3 separate regions of the Sus scrofa genome follow, and regions 2 and 3 are each linked to region 1. A link is a contact called in public Hi-C and HiChIP or PLAC-seq data. All regions are on one chromosome and are shown on one strand. The core of a region is the stretch at or near the end of the contact, and the rest is flanking DNA. Distances in the headings are between cores, read along the strand shown.

Region 1 (2,821 bases), core at 119-2,618:
GCCAGAGTATCATCTTGGCTGAGATTCACTCAAACCCGTTGAGATGAGCTGGTTCTCAGAATGACTGGTGGCTTCCATAGGAGTGTGAGTGTGTGAAGGTGCTTCTTTATTTCCCAACTTTTAAACTCCTCTCTCCCTTTTACTTGGGGAATTCTGGGAGTTGCGAGGTTGGAGCAAGATGTAGTCCACCTCGGGGGGTGATGTAGGGTCATACCACCTAATGCTGGTGTATTCGCACAGACTGCTGTTGCAAGATCTCCAAGGCCAGCAACTGCTTTGATATTGGGGTCCACTCTAGTGCCATTTCCTCCCTTTTTAGGTTTGGGAGACAGATGAGACGCCTGAGCTAGTCCCGACAGGAGGAGCACCTCAGGAGAGAGAACAACAAATTAAATCTATTGTGTGCTCCTTGAGCACTTTCTTTAGAGATGAGAAACAACCTCAGCATTTGTGACTTGCTCAAGGCTAAAGACCTGGAGATGTTTACCTTAGGTCCTCTTTACACAGTCCAAAGTTGTGGGTTGGTCAACAACAGCAAGAGTTGCCTAGCCCAGTTGAGAGGCCCCTCCATCTCGTCCCTGTCCCAAGGGTGTCCCCAGCTCCCTTACTCTCCCTGGCCTGAGCAGCACCTCCGGAGTTTGGGAGGAATTGACCACTGTAACAGTCTGGAGGAGGCCAGCACCCTCCAATGTCTTTACTCAGTTGCCACCGTAGTAGTTTCTGCCGCATGCCTTGAAGTGGGCCGGTGGCTCTGGCGCCTGATGAATACACTCCATGCAGCCCGCTGTCGCGGAATAAAGGCCATCTGGCTGTGGCCCCCCTGAAGTCCAAAAGGTGTCCGGTGTGGTTAGGGCTCCCGGCCAGGGCTGGGAAGCCGTCGCAGAACACACTTTCTGGGAGAAGACCGACAGCAGAGGAAAAGAGTAACAGCCCGAGGAGGTTGAGAGCTTAGGGACAGCCAGGGTATCCTGGAGATGAAGGATCCGCCTTTATTCACCAGGTAAATAGGGGGTTGCGGATACAGTCTCGTGGTCTCTACTGCCTCTCGAAGGGAGGGTACAGCCTGCCCACCACCACACAGCAAGGAAACTGCCGGCTGTCAAGGATCGGACCCCGCAAGAAACTGCGCCAACCTTTGCGGCTGCTTTCTGAGTATTCAGGATCTTTGGGCCAATCAACGCCTGATCAGCTCAGAGCACACCAATCGGCTTACCGCGTGCAGTTACGCATCGTAGACGATTTCCCTAAAGCGGGCCGAAACTTAACTCAGGCTGGAAACGGAACCTGAGTGGAAAGCGCTCGGGTTTCGGAGGAGTGTGCCGCGGGATTGGCCGGGGCTACGTCACTTCCTATCGGACGGGCGGAAGTCGCTTCCGAGCGCGTTGCAATTTGTAGGAGTGAGTTCCGGTCGTGACCGAAGTGGCTGCATTTTGTTAGTTCCAGAGAGTGGCGATGGCTGCGGTGGATTCTGATGTCGAACCGCTGCCTCGTGGGGGTTTCCGCTGCCGCCTCTGCCACGTCGTTACAGCCAACCGTAAGCGGTGGCTAGTAAGGGGGGGTGGTCGTGGACTTCAGTCTCTGGGTCCTGGCGAAAGTTAGGGTTATAGGTCATGATTTTTGCCAAATTGATTGGTAGGATCTCACCTCGGTTTTCACTCCACAGTCAAGGGGTTACAGAGTGGAGAAGGGTCCCACTACCTGACCCCTCAACTTCCCTGTATGCGAAATCTCCACGACGGAAATTTCGTTATTTTGTTCATTCTTTAACTGTCATTTATTGGACATCCCCTTTGTGCCAGGTGCTCCGCTGTGCTCTAGGGCGGGAAAAGGGGACATAGAGATGAAGGAGCTCACTCTCTAGAGATGGAGACAATTTCAGTGCTCTATAGATGTGTTTGGAAGGCTGCGGGCTCACAGACATGGCAGTAATTAAGTGAGGGAGTTTTCCAAAGGCAGAGATGGGTGCAGTAGCCTGGTATGAATGGAACGTGGGTTTGGAAAAGGAGACAAGGTGCTTTTTATGACAGCGCAAGGGGCTCAATGAAGTCTCAGATTCCACTTGTGAGGTGGAATCATAATCTCCCCTAAACGTGAGCTTCCATTCATCTTTTTCTTTGTGAATGGCGCTACCACTGCCCAGGAGGGCAAGTCAGAAATCCAGGATAGTCTTCCTGAATTTCAAATATACATCGCTGACATCAAGCAGCTAATTCCAAATGTAATAAAAGTAAAAATAGCAGCTAAGTTTTCCCCCATTCACCATGTACCAGACTCTTGGCCAAGTGCTACATATGAATAATATCTATGTGATAGGTACTTTTATCTCCATTTTATATCTGAGGAGTACGCACAGCAAGGTTAAGCAACTTGCCCAAGATCTCAGAGGTGGGATTCAATTTTGGGTAGTGTGGCTTCTGATCCTGCTCTTGTAATCTCTATACTATACCCAGAAATGATAAATGAGAAATAGTCTGGGAAGTTCCTATGGCTCTGGTTAATGAATCTGACTAGCATCCATGAGGACGCAGGTTTGATCTCTGCCCTTGCTCAGTGGGTGAAGGATTTGGCATTGGCATGACCTGTGATGGAGGTCGAAGATACGGCTGGGATCCTGTGTGGCTGTGGCTGTGGCATAGGCCAGCAGCTACAGTTCTGATGTGACCCCCGAGCCTGGAAACCCATATGACGCAGGTGCGGCCCTAAAAAGCAAAAAAAAAAAACAAAAAACAAAAAAAACCGAAAAGAAATAGTCTAGAGTTCTGATTTATTTAGTTCTTCTAAATATGATCTGGGTAAGTTACCTGTTAATTTCCAATTTCTT
Region 2 (2,700 bases), core at 157-2,656, 64 kb before region 1:
TGGACCCTTGTTCCAGGCAGGGCAGCCGCACATCAGGGTCCTCATCTGAGAACTGAATCAGGGTCCCCTGGGGGCTTAGAACCCTCAGGCATTCTGACAGCAGCTTGTAAGCCCCAGGCAGACCACCACGGGCAACAGCATCCCAGGTGCCCTTGTCCAGTACTAGCTGGAAGGAGCCTGAGGGAGCTACTGGCTCCAGGTTCTGGGCATCAGCCTGCATGAAATGGAGGCGGGAGGCGAGATGTCCAGGGGACAGGGGTGTTTGGCCTTGGCCGCCCTCCAGGAGGCTGTTCATGTGGGCCAAGGCCACAGGAGAGAAGTCCACCCCAAGCACGTCCACGGGGTGTGGGCATTTGGTGTAGAGGCCTGTACACAAGTTCGAGGTCCCACAGCCTACGTCCAACACCCGCGGTGGACAGGCAGACCGTGCCTCCTGCAGAAGCGGCAGTAGGAGCCCCTGGACTTCCTCGTAGCCAAAGAACCAGTCGAAGGTGCGAACGCTGCCCTGACGGGGCTGGGCATGGAGCTTATCCCAGAGGCAGCGATCCGCCAGGCAGCTGTCAGCCAAGGAGCCTGTGGACGAGTGGAGGACACAGGTCACACAGGGCCCAGTTCTATCAACGGCTGCAAAATCGGCGTTTCTATACCCTGGGATTTTAAGTCACAGATTTAGGGACTAGACTCCCGGCTAACGACGAGCTCCCTTGACCTCCCACTTTGTCCACCTTTCCTACCCGCCAAGGCGCGGTGCGTTCCCGCCGCCAGGCTCGCCACGTGGAGGGTTCGGCGCAGGGCTGCCATCTATGGAAGTGCCGGCAAGGTCGGCCAGAGAAACTTCCGCGAAAATGTCGCCCGTTCTCGGGCAGGGTCTGAGGTCCAAGGAAAGATTTGCAAAATCCGTCTAGCGGAACCACGCATACAGCCTATCTCTCCAGCCTTGGGGGAAAAAGAACGCGGACACAAACTTACTATCGTATGACCGGCCTTTATTGTTTGCAATTGGAGGTGGAAGATGAAAGACAGCTTCGGCTCCTTGGGCGGCCCCGCAGACCTGAAATCAAAGGAGAAGACGTGAGCACACCGGGGAGGAGCCTAGTAATCTCGGTTCTGCCCTGCTCCTTGGAGCCCTGTGTCCCGGCGCTTGAGGATAGAACCCGCGGACTGGAAGCTGCGGGTACCGAAGACATGACGCCGAGGGGGCCAGAGCCCTTTCCCTCTACCTCCGTACATTACGGGTGCCGGGACCGCACGCCCGAACCCCGCCAAGAAAAGGAGGGTCCGCCGGCCCCGCACGTAATCCCCGCCATACCCGCAGACCTACGCGGTAACAAGGAACTCACCTGGTCGCGGCCCTACGAGAGACCAGTGAAGGGACCGGGTTCCTTTATATAGCCCAGGACCCGCCCTCGGCCTGCTATTGGTTAACGGGGTTGAGGGGCGGGGCCTATACGGATCATGCGCAGAGCGGAAACGTGGATGCGGATACCGCTGCTCAACCATGGGTGCTCCGGGCGGAAAAATCAACCGGCCGCGAACGGTGACTATGTGGGAGCCCCGACTTTGTTTCCTGAGCACCCCGGAGCTCTTTAATCTCGCCCCAAATGGGGGTCGATGGGACAGTTTCGCTGGGTGCGGGATTCCGGGTCGCGGTGCGTGGCCGCCCTCTAATTGAGCATGTTCCTCCCCCCAGGAGCTGAAGAAGAAGCTGTTCAAGCGACGGCGTGTGCTGAGCAGGGAGCGGCGACTGAGGCACCGTGTGGTCGGAGCCGTGATAGACGAAGGGCTGATCACAAGGCACCACCTCAAGAAGCGGGCGTGAGTGCCAGACCCTCTCCCCCTTGGTCCGCTCCACCGACTCTCCCTGTCGGATTCCGGAGCAGCTAACACCGCTCTGCTTTCCTTGTGCTCGCACGGTTATGCCTGGGACCACACGTCCACGGCTGTCGACTGTGTTTGTGCCTGAACGCTGCTAGCTTCTCACTGTAACGGGAGCTCTCAACCTGTCTTTGGGTATCGGACCCCAGTGAAAATATAAGGAGAGCTGCGCACTCCACCTCCCCAAGTAACATCGTATATTCACGTAGTTTTTGTTTGTTTGTTTGCATTTTAGGGCCGCACCCGAGGCATATGGAGGTTCATCAGGCTATGGGTCCAATCTGCGCTGGCCGGCCTACGCCACAGCCACAGCAACGCTGTATCCAAGCCGTATCTGCAACCTACACCACAGCTCACGGCAACGCCAGATCCTTAACCCACTGAGCGAGGCCAGGGATAGAACCCGCAACTTCATGGTTCCTAATGGGGTTCGTTTCTGCTGCGCCAGAGGAGAACTCCTCACGTAGATTTTTATCTTTATGAGTAAATTTAAAAGCACACGTATTAGTGGACTGCAGACAGGGATTTCCCAGGTGGCTCAGCATGTTAAGGATTTGGCATTATCACTGCTGTGGCTTTGGTCACTGCTGATGGGCAGGTTACATCCCTGTCCAGGGAACTTCCACTTGCCCCAGGAAAGACCCCCTCCCAAAGAAAAAGTGCGGTAAACAAACAATTCGATGAATTTCTAGGAAGGCGCACATGGGATTTTGCATCCAAGTTTTAAGGCCCCCTGAGTCTTGGGGAGGAGTTCCAATCCCATCCTTTCATTGATTTATTTAGTACAAATATCTAGTTTATAATGTGGTGTAATGGATATATTTG
Region 3 (2,766 bases), core at 26-2,525, 83 kb before region 1:
GCGAAGGATTGCTGCCCGCCAGCCAGGTACCGGGTCAAGGCGATGGTGGGGGGCTCCTGTGCCCTGTGGTGGTGTGTGAGGCTCTGGCACTCAGGTGCTGAGCTGATGCGAAGGTCAAGGGAAAGGCCGAGCGGGGTGAAGCTGGCACTGCCGTCCAGGCGCAGCCGCCCTAGCTCTGCCCTGTCCTCTATCCCCACTGGAGGCACAGGGCCCCAAAGCCAGGAGGCGGCCCCTCAGCTGTCACAGGTTACAGAGCACAGGGAGAGCCCTGCAGCCCCCTCGGGGACAGGTAAGGCGCAGCAGCCCCACCTCTTCCTGACTCCTCCTCAGAACTCCCCTTGGCTTCGTCCAGTCTGACCTCTCTCCCTCTTCCCCCGCCAGCTGCAGAGGGCCAGCTGTCCCCAGAGGAGAAGCCAGATCAGCAGCAGCCCCTGAGTGGCGAGGAGGAGCCAGAGCCCGAGGCCAGTGACGGTGAGGGCAGTCTGCAGCGGGACCTGGGGGAGGGCGGAGGCCACGCCGGGTGGGGGCAGGAGCCCCTGGTTCTTGAACTTCCCGTTTGGGATTTTGTTCTTCGCTGCCCTGGCCCAGGTTCAGGCTCCTGGGAAGATGCAACCCTGTTGACAGAGACCAGCCTGCCAGTTCCTGCCCCTGCCCTTGCCCCGGAGACCGTGGGCAGCTCCGAATCCTCCGCGGGCACCGTCCGCCAGCGCCCTATGTGCTCCAGTTCCTGAAGAGAACGGGGCAGCGTCCCCACCTTCCAGCCCTCCCCCCCCACCCCTTTTCCGTGCCGTGGCTCCCCGAATAAACTATTTTCGTGCCAGCTGCCTCCCTGACTCTGCGGTGGATTCAGGGCCATTGGAAAACCTGGCGCTCTCCAGGCGGGAGGGCTTCTCAGGGGCTGCGATGGGGAGGCCTCCAGACCCCGGACTGTTTCAGGCCCAGCTGTTTCCATTCATCAACCTAGGAAGCCCAGGGAGTGAAAACCTGCCCCCTCGCCTGCCTCGTGACTCTCCTCTCCCTCTGGGGAGGGGGATAACCAGGGCGGGGCTGGAGAGCTGGGATACATCACTCTGGCCTCCGCACCCCTCCCTCTCTCTGTCCACCGGGAGGCAGAAGGCAGGAAATGACTGCCATGGATGTGGTACGGCGATTTTTACCGAAACAGCATTTTGGAGCCCAGACCCCGTGCCGCCCACAGCTCCCTTCCTCTCTGATGCCAGCCAGGTGGCCCTGTCTCTCACGTTCCCCTCATCCCCTCGCATGACCTCAGCCTTTGGACGCTCAGCTCCTGGCCGCTTTCCACATTCCACTGCTTTTTCAGAACCCAGGCATCCTGGCCTCCAGCTGAAACCACTGCATGTGGCTTCCCTCACCCCCAGCCTGGCCCCGTGACTCAGGCCCTCTGAAGGGACCAACCCTCTTCTTGGCACTCACCGGGGAGGGGGCAGGGGAAGGGGGAGCCAGGTGGTGACATCACAGTTGGGGTATAAAAGCTTTGAGGCAAAACGAAATTGAAGAAGACTGACAAATCCCGACTGCGCAGCCTGTGCTCCTGGGGACCTTTGGGGGCCCTCGGTCTGCCACTCACCACATCAAGGCCTATCCCGGTAAGGGGCTGCTTGTGGGCCACGGAGGAGCTGGAGTCCGGGAGGTGGGGGAAGCCAGAGGTGGGGGAAGCCGAGCGAAGAGCGGGTGGGGAGGGAGGGAGGGAGGGAGGGTGCCAGGGCCCTGTGTCCCATCTCTTCTCTCTCGCTTCCCTCTCCTTCCTGGATTTCTGCGTGTGTCACTGACTGACACTTGTTTTACCTCGGTTTCTCTGGGTGGCCGTTGGGCGCTGTTGCACCTTTGCTCCCTAGCCTGTGTGAATCAGCCCCTCCCCTTCTGCTCACCAGCGCTGTTTATCCATTAACTGTTTGTAGCGCTTCTTGCCTTGCTGGCCGCACACCTTTCTCTGTCGGGGGAGACCACATTTTATTCTTTTCTCGCCCCAAACTGAGCACATATGCTGTTCAGAAGTTGGTGACACATGCGCGGGTGTCTCATTCCCACCTCTTTCCTGTTCTCCTCTTGGTCCCCAGTTGCGTTTCCCTGTGCCTAGGGTTTTGTTGAGGGAAGACTGCAAGACCCGGGGGCTGAACAGCCTTCACCCCGCCACCTCCTTCCCTTCCAGACTCCATGCCGCCTGGCTCTCCCTGCCTTCTGTGGCTCCTGGCTGTCACCTATTCCGTGGTTCCCGGAGTGCAGCCTTTGGCCGCGGGAGACTTGGAAGAAGAGCAAGATGAGACACCTTTGCCAGCTGTCCTCTGTGACTACGACCGCTGCCGCCACTTGCAGGTGCCCTGCCAGGAGCTGCAGAGGGCCAGCCCGACGGCCTGCCTGTGCCCCGGCCTCTCCAGCGCCTCGCAGCCGCCCAACCCGCCGCGCCTGGGGGAAGTGCGCGTGGAAGCCGAGGCGGGCCGCGCCGTGGTGCACTGGTGCGCCCCCTCCTCCCCGGTCCACCAGTACTGGCTGCTGCTTTGGGAAGGCGGCGGGGCTCCGCAGAAGGGGCCCCCCTCAACTCGACGGTCCGCCGAGCCGAGCTGAACGGCCTGAAGCCCGGGGGCGCGTACATCGTCTGCGTCGTGGCCGCCAACGCGGCGGGGGAGAGCAGAGTGCCCCCGGCCGGGGCCGAGGGCCTCGACGGCGCGGGCGGCCCCACCTTAGGTCCCTGCGGCCGGCTGAGCGTGCCGCCGCGGCCGCTCACGCTGCTGCACGCGGCCGTGGGCG

The links. Hi-C and Micro-C count contacts between places; a contact is called where the count stands out from the background. HiChIP or PLAC-seq counts read pairs in DNA pulled down with a chosen protein or histone mark.
Region 2: a Hi-C map of subcutaneous adipose tissue shows a contact between it and region 1, with 2.7 times the contacts expected there. The contact joins the promoter of C2H11orf98 here to the promoter of TUT1 in region 1. A contact is called at or near these places in 3 of 5 promoter capture datasets (fetal liver, fetal skeletal muscle and liver), 29 of 47 Hi-C or Micro-C datasets (alveolar macrophages, blood, embryonic fibroblasts and 13 more) and 2 of 2 datasets of contacts at active chromatin or transcription factors (alveolar macrophages and skeletal muscle).
Region 3: a contact with region 1 is called in an H3K27ac HiChIP or PLAC-seq map of skeletal muscle. The contact joins the promoter of LRRN4CL here to the promoter of TUT1 in region 1. A contact is called at or near these places in 3 of 5 promoter capture datasets (fetal liver, fetal skeletal muscle and liver), 31 of 47 Hi-C or Micro-C datasets (alveolar macrophages, blood, brain and 14 more) and 2 of 2 datasets of contacts at active chromatin or transcription factors (alveolar macrophages and skeletal muscle).

The regions. Positions count from the first base shown.
Region 1 is chr2:9,147,195-9,150,015 of Sscrofa11.1, forward strand. TUT1 (speckle targeted PIP5K1A-regulated poly(A) polymerase) reads left to right here and starts at 1,369. Exons shown (of 10, transcript XM_005660796.3): 1 at 1,369-1,534. The coding sequence starts at 1,453.
Region 2 is chr2:9,082,806-9,085,505 of Sscrofa11.1, forward strand. It overlaps C2H11orf98, which reads left to right and starts at 1,407. Exons shown (of 4, transcript XM_013994207.2): 1 at 1,407-1,537; 2 at 1,691-1,815. The coding sequence starts at 1,499. It overlaps METTL12 (methyltransferase-like protein 12, mitochondrial), which reads right to left and starts at 1,353. Exons shown (of 3, transcript XM_013994206.2): 1 at 1,322-1,353; 2 at 735-1,051; 3 at 1-573. The coding sequence starts at 801.
Region 3 is chr2:9,064,065-9,066,830 of Sscrofa11.1, forward strand. LRRN4CL (LRRN4 C-terminal-like protein) reads left to right here and starts at 1,276. Exons shown (of 3, transcript XM_003353820.4): 1 at 1,276-1,607; 2 at 2,171-2,551; 3 at 2,554-2,766. The coding sequence starts at 2,176. It overlaps BSCL2 (BSCL2, seipin lipid droplet biogenesis associated), which reads left to right. Exons shown (of 14, transcript NM_001348785.1): 11 at 1-26; 12 at 203-289; 13 at 382-471; 14 at 589-826. The coding sequence ends at 731. LOC110259246 (a long non-coding RNA gene) reads right to left here and starts at 26. Exons shown (of 2, transcript XR_002341465.1): 1 at 1-26.